Regions from separate parts of the Mus musculus genome. Here region 1 is linked to region 2. The links are chromatin contacts, called in public HiChIP or PLAC-seq maps. All regions are on one chromosome and are shown on one strand. Each heading gives the region's core, a stretch centred on a gene start, on an enhancer-like site or on the middle of the called end of the contact. The rest is flanking DNA. Distances are from core to core; before and after follow the strand shown. Region 1 overlaps Dis3l2 (DIS3 like 3'-5' exoribonuclease 2). Region 2 overlaps Cops7b (COP9 signalosome subunit 7B).

The links. HiChIP or PLAC-seq counts read pairs in DNA pulled down with a chosen protein or histone mark.
Region 1: a contact with region 2 is called in an H3K4me3 HiChIP or PLAC-seq map of the SCID.adh cell line, with 9 read pairs. The contact joins two enhancer-like sites. A contact is called at or near these places in 9 of 115 datasets of contacts at active chromatin or transcription factors (the SCID.adh cell line, acute myeloid leukemia, bone marrow-derived macrophages and 4 more) and 2 of 9 other capture datasets (adipose tissue and liver).

Annotation. Positions count from the first base shown.
Region 1 is chr1:86,986,121-86,991,363 of GRCm38.p6, forward strand. Dis3l2 (DIS3 like 3'-5' exoribonuclease 2) reads left to right here. Exons shown (of 21, transcript NM_153530.2): 13 at 3,972-4,205. Among named protein-coding and RNA genes, the nearest start is that of Gm41909, 61 kb to the left of the region's middle. Within about 2 kb of position 3,706, at least 1 of the 459 cell types and tissues checked has an H3K27ac peak or open chromatin away from gene starts, as enhancers often do. A contact at or near this core is called in the SCID.adh cell line, where this site is marked.
Region 2 is chr1:86,585,726-86,590,619 of GRCm38.p6, forward strand. Cops7b (COP9 signalosome subunit 7B) reads left to right here. Exons shown (of 8, transcript NM_172974.3): 2 at 1,291-1,510; 3 at 3,439-3,616. The coding sequence starts at 3,455. Among named protein-coding and RNA genes, the nearest start is that of Cops7b, 5.3 kb to the left of the region's middle. Within about 2 kb of position 1,401, at least 278 of the 459 cell types and tissues checked have an H3K27ac peak or open chromatin away from gene starts, as enhancers often do. A contact at or near this core is called in the SCID.adh cell line, where this site is marked.

The DNA of each region.
Region 1 (5,243 bases), core at 2,456-4,955, 400 kb after region 2:
GTACCTATTAGGTAGAACAGGTGCTTCTAATAAGATAGTGTACTATTAGTAGGCATGTAGCCAGGCTCTGGTGAGGAATAGTAGGCAACATAGGGTGACACATGGCTGCTAGTCAGGGCTCAACAATCAGAGGGGACTAAGGAAGCAACTGATGTGTAGAGCCAAGACATGTGGGCATGTAGGCAGAAGAACATCTAAGAGCTTTGTACAGCTTACTGTAAAGGTTTGTGCATAAAACTTAGAATGCTCTGAGCACTCATCAGATTCTACAGCTGTTCTTGCTCCAACTTTGTACAGCAGAAATCTGCTAATTGTGTAGTAGTTACCTTCACTTGAGTGTCATGTACTAGGAAGGAGGATGCAGGCCACAGGAGGACAGATATCAAGACCTGAGTGTGGGGAGGAGTTCATGAGCTAGCTCACTGGGAGGTGTAGGAATGAAAAGGGTGGCACACAATGTAAGCTGCCACCATCTGTCAGCAGGCTGAAAACAGACTGCCTAACACACATGTACACAGGACTGAGCTGAGGGAGAACTCATTTGGGAAGAAAATTAAGAAAAGAAAGAAGCATAGTGTCCACACTTCAGTCTTCATTTTTCTTGAGTTTCATGTGTTTAGGAAATTGTATCTTATATCTTGGGTATCCTAGGTTTTGGGCTAATATCCACTTATCAGTGAGTACATATTGTGTGAGTTCCTTTGTGAATGTGTTACCTCACTCAGGATGATGCCCTCCAGGTCCATCCATTTGGCTAGGAATTTCATAAATTCATTCTTTTTAATAGCTGAGTAGTACTCCATTGTGTAGATGTACCACATTTTCTGTATCCATTCCTCTGTTGAGGGGCATCTGGGTTCTTTCCAGCTTCTGGCTATTATAAATAAGGCTGCTATGAACATAGTGGAGCATGTGTCCTTCTTACCAGTTGGGGCATCTTCTGGATATATGCCCAGGAGAGGTATTGCTGGATCCTCCGGTAGTACTATGTCCAATTTTCTGAGGAACCGCCAGACGGATTTCCAGAGTGGTTGTACAAGCCTGCAATCCCACCAACAATGGAGGAGTGTTCCTATTTCTCCACATCCACGCCAGCATCTGCTGTCACCTGAATTTTTGATCTTAGACATTCTGACTAGTGTGAGGTGGAATCTCAGGGTTGTTTTGATTTGCATTTCCCTGATGATTAAGGATGTTGAACATTTTTTCAGGTGCTTCTCTGCCATTCGGTATTCCTCAGGTGAGAATTCTTTGTTCAGTTCTGAGCCCCATTTTTTAATGGGGTTATTTGATTTTCTGAAGTCCACCTTCTTGAGTTCTTTATATATGTTGGATATTAGTCCTCTATCTAATTTAGGATAGGTAAAGATCCTTTCCCAATCTGTTGGTGGTCTCTTTGTCTTATTGACGGTGTCTTTTGCCTTGCAGAAACTTTGGAGTTTCATTAGGTCCCATTTGTCAATTCTCGATCTTACAGCACAAGCCATTGCTGTTCTGTTCAGGAATTTTTCCCCTGTGCCCATATCTTCAAGGCTTTTCCCCACTTTCTCCTCTATAAGTTTCAGTGTCTCTGGTTTTATGTGAAGTTCTTTGATCCATTTAGATTTGACCTAGTGTGGACACTATGCCCCTCCTTAGAAGTGGGAACAAAACACCCTTGGAAGGAGTTACAGAGACAAAGTTTGGAGCTGAGATGAAAGGATGGACCATGTAGAGACTGCCTTATCCAGGGATCCACCCCATAATCAGCATCCAAACGCTGACACCATTGCATACGCTAGCAAGATTTTATCGAAAGGACCCAGATGTAGCTGTCTCTTGTGAGACTATGCCGGGGCCTAGCAAACACAGAAGTGGATGCCCACAGTCAGCTAATGGATGGATCACAGGGCTCCCAATGGAGGAGCTAGAGAAAGTACCCAAGGAGCTAAAGGGATCTGCAACCCTATAGGTGGATCAACATTATGAACTAACCAGTACCCCGGAGCTCTTGACTCTAGCTGCATATGTATCAAAAGATGGCCTAGTCGGCCATCACTGGAAAGAGAGGCCCATTGGACACACAAACTTTATATGCCCCAGAACAGGGGAACGCCAGGGCCAAAAAGGGGGAGTGGGCGGGTAGGGGAGTGGGGGTGGGTGGGTATGGGGGACTTTTGGTATAGCATTGGAAATGTAAATGAGCTAAATACCTAATAAAAAATGGAAAGGAAAAAAAAAAAAGAAAAGAAAGAAGCTACGTCTCTAGAGAAAACTTTTTTTTTTTTTTTTTTTTTTTTTTGGTTTTTCAAGACAGGGTTTCTCTGTGTATAGTCCTGGCTGTCCTGGAACTCACTCTGTAGACCAGGCCGGCCTATGCCTCCCAACTGCTGGGATTAAAGGCATGCGTCACCACTGCCCGGCCAGGGGAAACTTTGAGACCACAAGAATGAAGAGGTCAGAGCCATTTTCCTTATGAAGGAGGCTGAGGCTCCATTCAGGAATTGTGGGTATGCTCGGATCTCAAGCCTGGTCACTTGGATGGCTTCTTGTAGAGACCTTTAGCTGCATCTGTCTCCAAACTGCTTCCCAACCCCTGGAACGGGCTCTGAAGCTGTCCTTGCCTATAGCATGCAAGGCCTTGTGAGTACCAGGTATGAGGCCTGATTGCTAGAGAAGACAGGATCTCATAGAGTCTCTTGCTATTTGCAATAGGGATCATTCTTGGAATAATCCGAAAAGTAGAGTTTAAGAAATTTTGAAGAAAAAAAAATCTAATATTACAGATTCCAGACTTGTTATATAGAAGAAGAAGAAGAGGAGGAGGAGGAGGAGGAGGAGGAAGAAGAGGAAGAAGAAGAGGAAGAAGAAGAGGAAGAAGAAGAGGAAGAAGAAGAGGAAGAAGAAGAAGAAGAAGAAGAAGAAGAAGAAGAAGAAGAAGAAGAAGAAGAAGAAGAAGAAGAAGAAGAAGACGAGGAGGAGGAGGAGGAGGAGGGGGGGGGGAAGAGGAAGAAAGAAGAAGAAGGAGACGGAGAGAAGAAGAAGGAGAAGGAAAAAGAGAAGAAGAAGAAGGAGAAGGAGAAAGAGAAGGAGAAGAAGGAGGAGGAGGAGAAGGAGAAGAAGAAGAAGAAGAAGAAGAAGAAGAAGAAGAAGAAGAAGAAGAAGAAGAAGAGGAGGAGGAGGAGGAGGAGGAGGAGGAGGAGGAGGAGGAAGAAAAGTGAACAGTAGGGATTGGAGAGATGGTTCAGTGGTTAAGAGCACTGACTGCTCTTCTGGAGGTCCTGAGTTGAATTCCCAGCAACCACATGATAGCTCACAACCACTTGTAATGGGATCCGATGCCCTCTTCTGGTGTGTCTGAAGACAGCTATAGTGTACTTGTATTAATAAAAATAAATAAATCTTTTTTAAAATTTTTTTTAAAATAATGTGAACAGTAACTGCTGTTCTCCAAGTGCCCCTGTTGTCATTTTTAAAAAGCCATAGTTCTTTCTTTCATGGAGGGTGATCAATCACAAGGGTCACTGCATACATCTAGGATAGAAGCTGTGTTACATAGATTCGGTGTGTGGAGAGTTGCTGAGTTCCTCTCTTTCCTTCTTTCTCAAAGGTATCAGCCAGGCGTCATAGTCCCATCTCGTGTCTCAGGCAGCTATCCTATCTTCTCTTCCCTCTTTGTGACATTGATGACCATTCATCCAAACAAATGGAAACACTTCCCATGGGCCATTCAGTGCAAGTCTTCCACGTGGCCTTGCTTTGTGCTGGGGAAGAGTGTAGACCTCAGCTGTCTCTTGAATTCTGCTAGGGCCTGGTAGTCTAAACTGCCAGAAGGCAGCAACCTCTGCATTTTGTTCATCCATGTGGCACCAGTCAGTGTTGAGAGAGAGAGAGAGAGAGAGAGAGAGAGAGAGAGAGAGAGAGAGAGAGAGAGAGAGAAGAGAGAGAGAGAGAGGAGAGAGAGAGAGATTAAGTACAGTCTGTCTTTGCAGATCCTTGAAGAGTGGTTTGGCCGCACTATCATCCGTTCTTGCACCAAACTGAGCTACGACCATGCCCAGAGCATGATCGAAAATCCAACTGAGAAGATCCCTGAGGAAGAGCTTCCCCCAATTTCTCCAGAGCACAGCGTCGAGGAGGTGCACCAGGCAGTCCTGAACCTGCACAGCATTGCAAAGCAACTCCGCCGCCAGCGCTTTGTAGATGGCGCACTCCGTTTAGATCAGGTCAGTGAGTCTCTTTTGTTTTATGTGGTCTTGAGTTTGGCTTGTGCCCAAAACTCAAGGGTGAGAAATATCCTGGTGGCCTCTTTCTCTCCACCTATTTCCCCTGCCCCTGCCACACCATGGTAATATGAGTTAGGGTAAGATGGTATCTGTGTACAGAGTTCTGTGACTCCCAGCTGCTCTTACCTGGAAAACCTGTGTCCATGATTGAATTCTCACTTGTAGATGGCATTGCTGTGACAGGTCCCTGGGACAAAGAAGGGAGGAAGGACATATTTTTGGCTTGTGGTTTCAGAGGCTCTTGGAACATAGCTCTGTTGTTTCTGGCCCATAGTTGGGGGGGGGGGTGGCATGTGAGAAGTATGTGGCCCAGTGGAGCTGCTTGTCTCATGGCAGCCAGTAAGCAGAGAGACAGAGGCATGTGAAGGAGCAGAGGCAAGATAGACTTTCCAGGGTACACCCCCAGTGATATCAATGAATCCAACAGCTGGTTCTTTGAGAAGATAAGCAAGATTGACAGACCCTTGGTCCAAGTAGCCAAAAGAAATAAAGAAGGCCCACATTAACAGAGTCAGAAATGAACAGGGAAACATTACAACAGATGCCTAAGAAATTCAGAGTTTCATAAGGGCATACTTTAAAAAACTGTACTCTATTAGAAATGGATGAGTTTCTAGATTCAGCCAAACCACCAAAATTAAACCAAAAAGAAGTCAACAACCTAAACAGACCCATAACAAATAAGATTGAAACAGTAAAAACAAAACAAAACAACAAAAAACTTCCAGCTACAAAGAAAAATCTAGGGCCAGATGGATTCACAGGAAAATTTTACCAGATGTTCAAAGAAGATCTGCACCGAGTTGTCCTTAAACTATTCAAAAAGTAGAGGCAGAGGGAGCACTCCCAGGTCTCCTCTGTGAAGCCTTTATGTCACCAGTTCTCTCCGCTCATGGAGATTACTTCCTCTGCTCCTTGCTTCATGCTTGGTGTCCTGAGGCTGCAGCCCACCATCCTGTCATCTCCACCAACAGTCCC
Region 2 (4,894 bases), core at 151-2,650:
CTCTTAACCACTGAGCCATCATCTCTCCAGTCCCCTGATTTGCAGTTCTTTATGTAGTCTTACTGATTCCTTTTTCTGACACATACTTTGCAAATATCTTTTCCAAGGGTGTGGTAGGTCTTCATCTCCTACTTGTGTCTTTTGATATGTAAATTAATCTATTTGTTGTATCTGTGTTAGGAATTGAACCCAGAACCTTTCCTATGGCTGACTAGGCAAGAGCTTTACCACACCACTACTCCCATCCCCAGTACAGATTAAAAAAAGTTTAGATTTATTTATTTAATTTTATGTGCATGAATGTTAAGCTTGCATGTGAGTATGTGCATCTTATGTGTGCTTGGTTTTCTTGGATGTCAGAAGAATACCATGTCTGATACCTTGGAATTGGAGTTATGGAGGGTTGTAAACTGCTATGTGTGTGCTGGGAACTGAACCCAGGTGTTCTACTTAACTGCTGCACCATCTTTCTAGTTCCATTTTATTTTTTAAAAATTTATTTTTTTTAGGTTTTTTTTTTTTTTTTTTTGAGACAGAGTTTCCCTGTGTAGCCTTGGCTGTTCTGGAACTCACTCTGCAGACTAGGCTGGCCTTGAACTCATATCTGTCTGTCTCTGCCTCCTGAGTGCTGGATTCAAAGGTGAGCACCACTACTGTCTGGCCAGAAATGATTAATTTCAATGTACTATAATAGTCTTAAAAAACCCTTCATCTGCCGGACGTGGTGCTGCACGCCTTCAATCCCAGCACTCGGGAGTCAGAGGCAGGAGGATTTCTGAGTTCGAGGCCAGCCTGGTCTACAAAGTGAGTTCCAGGACAGCCAGAGCTATACAGAGAAACCCTGTCTCGAAAAACAAAACAAAACAAAAAACATCGTCTTTGCCTTCAGAGAGCCTGGATTACAACATTGCCATTTACTGACTTAGACTGTTAGCCTTAGTTGTTAGCATACTCGGAAAATGATAATATTTTATACAGGTCATAGTTTTATAAGAACCTGACAAAATAAATATGGACAACGGTCACATAGAATAGTTCACTAAGTAGTGTTGCCATTAGGCTTATTGTTTTTCGGAACCCCAGGGGAGCCGCTGTTGCCTGAGGGCACACTTGTAGGGAAAGTTCAGCCAAAGGGGTGGGTTTTTGGCCCAGGATAGTGATGGTGACGGCTACTACTTGGACCCTAGAATCACCAAGGGCACACTCCTCTCCTCAAGCCTCATGTTTTACTTGCTTTGCCTCCCGTTTCCGGAGCTGCAACCCTGAGGGGACCCTCTTCTCCTTCCTCAGCCTCAATCTAGGTGGGAGGTGGCGAAAGCAGAGCGGGAACATTGTGTAGGCGGAACTCGAGTGCAGCAGTGGGAGGCTTCCGGGGGAACAGCACCGGTGACGGGTCGGCGGAGACAGAAAAGTGCTGGACGCCGGGCCGATCATGGAAGCTTGACAACCTGCAGGCAGGCTCTGGGAGGCCGAGACATCGGCGAAGAGAACAGAGAGTCGGCGGGGACAGGTAGGGGAGGGCACGAGGGCAGGCTGTGCTAGTCTAGGCTGGACTTCCAGCTTCGCTCAGGCAGGCGTTCCCAAGAAAGCCGATGGCCACACCGCCCCGCCCCCGTTGCAGGACGCCTGGAGGCTCCTTACTCTGTGCTGGTGGCTACGAGCAAGACCGCCAGTCCTGACGTCCACTCTAGTTGGCGATCCTCACATTCCACGCGGTGGCTGCCTTCGGTCTGCCCCTTCCGGTAGAGGCTGTCTTCTTTGACTCTTTTTGATCCATCAGAATAGCGTCCTCTCGAGATGGGAATTCATCTCTACTCTGTCCCTATCCGCCTTCTTGAGGAGCCTCCCATTTCAGGAGAAAACGTTGATCATCTTATTCTATCCACTCTCAATCCCCACTTGCTTTGCTCTTGAAGTTGAGATCTTCTCCCCATCCCATCCACATCTCCTTCCCACCCTACTTCTGCTTAGTATCTTGACTGAGAGTCACATCTATTCTTTTTAGTTGTGTCTGCTTGGGGTGGGGACCCGGCTTTGTTCCTCCTTTTCTAACTTAATCTTCTCTCCTGTCTTCTCCTCACTTGACTTTTTCTCCTTTTTTCTTCCCCCTCTACTCCCCCTCCTCTCCTCCTCCTCCTCCTTCTCTTCCTTCTCTTCCTCTCCCTCCTTCTTCCATTCTTCAGCTTTATCCTCCCCCCTCTCCCCTCCCAGAACTCTTTGTTTTCTAGTACTTCACTTTTTCTTTTTCTGACAGGACCTCCTTAAGTAACCCCAAGTGAGGCAATCTACTTTCTTTTCCTAATATCCTGAAGGGGCTGTGCATAACTCCACAGGAAAACAGTATCTTTTGCACCAAACATGTTTTGACATGTTTTTTTTTTTTCTTTATTCACTGACACACCCCTTTTTCATTTTTGTCACACTCTTTCAGTGTGTATCATTTCTGGAAGACAGGTCTTACGTGGGATTCCTTTAGAGTCCATACACACTCAGTTTTTATTCATATTATACAATTGAGGAACTCTTCTGTACCTAACATTCTCCAAGATGACAGTACAGTATCTGCATTGGAGAGATGGTTCTTCAGTTAAGAGCATGGGCACCCACATGATGGCTCCAAGCATCTGTAACTCCAGTCTCTGGGGATCTGATGCCCTCTCTGGCTTCCTTAGGCCACATGTTCACCCCTCATACATGCAGTCAAAATGCTCTCATAGAGAAAATAAATTAATTATAAAACAATATCTGCACTGTTTTCCTTATATCCTGTTACAAAGATTTTGTACAAATTCTGGAGTCATGTTTGTTAAAATGTCTGAATCATCAGGAGGTCAAAGATGTATTTCCCTACTTAAACAGAATGTATTTTCTAGATTTGAATTGTCACTGCTTAAGTTTGTAAATAGTTTTCCCATAGTCTTTGCTTAAATGATGCTTTATTTCATTACTGGGCACATTACAACCTAGTGCCTTGTATGATATGCTAAGCATCACATTGTGGAGTTTTTGATTAAATGAAGTGTGGCTCTTGCCTTCACTCTGTTTCTGACGTGTGCCTGCCTGCAGGTGGGATTCTAATGACACAAAATTTGCCTCTGTGCATGGGTAGCATTCTTTGTCTCTTAGCCCAAACCTGCAAGTGAGGTAGATACACAATATTCATAAATAAACTCCTTTGTGTCCTGGTCAGCTTTATGGACTTAAAAGGTAATACTACTGAGGTAACAGATAGGGAAGTGTACTTTAGAATTGAGGACAGAATATCTTTAACTCCAGGCTGAATTCTGTTCATCTCACAAAGTGGCTATTGTATCTCAATTCAGGAGTTGTTTTTGTGGAGATTTTGAAGTTAGAGTATCCTTGTGTCTAAACCAGCTTAAATTCACACTTTGGAAAGGAGAAGGTAGTGGATGACTGACCCATTTTCCTTTTGGACAGATCTCAAGACCAGAGAATGGCAGGTGAACAGAAACCCTCAAGTAACCTCTTGGAGCAGTTCATTTTATTAGCCAAAGGTACCAGTGGCTCAGCCCTCACCACTCTCATAAGCCAGGTGCTAGAGGCTCCTGGAGTTTATGTTTTTGGAGAACTGCTGGAGTTGGCCAATGTTCAGGAGGTAAGAATAGTTTTCAGACAGTTTCTCTATCTCCTCTATGCTATGCTTTTTTTGATTCTCCAGGTTTCCAGCGAATTTCAACACTGAAGTCTTGTAGATTTGTTTGGTATCCTGTTAGTGGAAAGATGGGGATTGGTGGGCCAGGGGTGGAGATCAAGGATAATGTCTTAGAGTTCTTTTAGTCAGTGTTCCCCTTGAACTTGGATCAATTAGATTGAGTTGTTAGCTATCTGAAAGATAGTAGGAAAGTCCAATCTTGACATAAAGTAATATTCTAAGTGTTTGATTGTTACAGTCAGAGTTTTTCGTCATTGTATATTAGTAGCCAGGTGGAACAAAGAGATGCAAAGCAATTTATGCTTCTCAACCTCCACTTGTCACTTTAGATGCTTGAGTTTTCTTTGCTTTGAGAAAATTGCAGGCATATGTAAGCACTGAAGGGAGTTCTCAGGTGATTCCGTGTGTTGGTGGGGCAGGCTCTCTTCCCTTTGCCACCTCAGGCTTCTGCCTATGTAGGATGGCACTGGCTGTGTGCTTCACCACTGTCTACTGATCTAGGCCCAGGTACTTCTTGTTAATCATTTGTAGGATGCTGCTGAGGGTGGCCCTGGTGTTCTTGGTGGTGGTGGTCTGCATATAGGATGTGGTTGGCATCTGTTAGGTAGTTTAACTTCATGGCCACAATGACACGATTGCCATCAGCAATCTCAGAGCCAATTTTAACCTGAGCTGTGGGTCCAGGCTATTTGGTTCAGTATGTATGTCTACTTATTTCTCTTGATTGGGAATCTAGAGTGCTTATGACCACCTCACACATGGCTGAAGATTCGTGAATTAGGCTTATTTTTGGGGGGATTGAGTCTCATGTTTCCTAGGTTGGCCTTGATACTGTTCCTCCTGCTGCCATCTACCATCTGCTGGGATTATAGGAGTGTGCCACTGTTTGGGTTAGGCTCATTTTCCAGCAGAAAAGATGATCAGTGTTTCTTCAGGTTCGAGAAAAACCTGAATGATCATGCCAAGTAATTGTTTTTGTGCTTGTTGAAAATTGGCTAAGAGGAAAAAGCAAGCTGGCAAGACCTTATTGACTTAGGCAGCCAAAGAACTCTTGGAGTGTTTGCCCTAGAGAAAATGTTCTACTCCAGCTAACTCTGTAGTTATCTGTGTGAAAAGTAGGGGCTGGATTCAGTGGTCTTTACTGAATCTCTTTCACTCTGATCCTGGGACTTGAGGAAGTTGATAACTTGAGAGGGAAGCTTGAGGATGCTAACACACTCA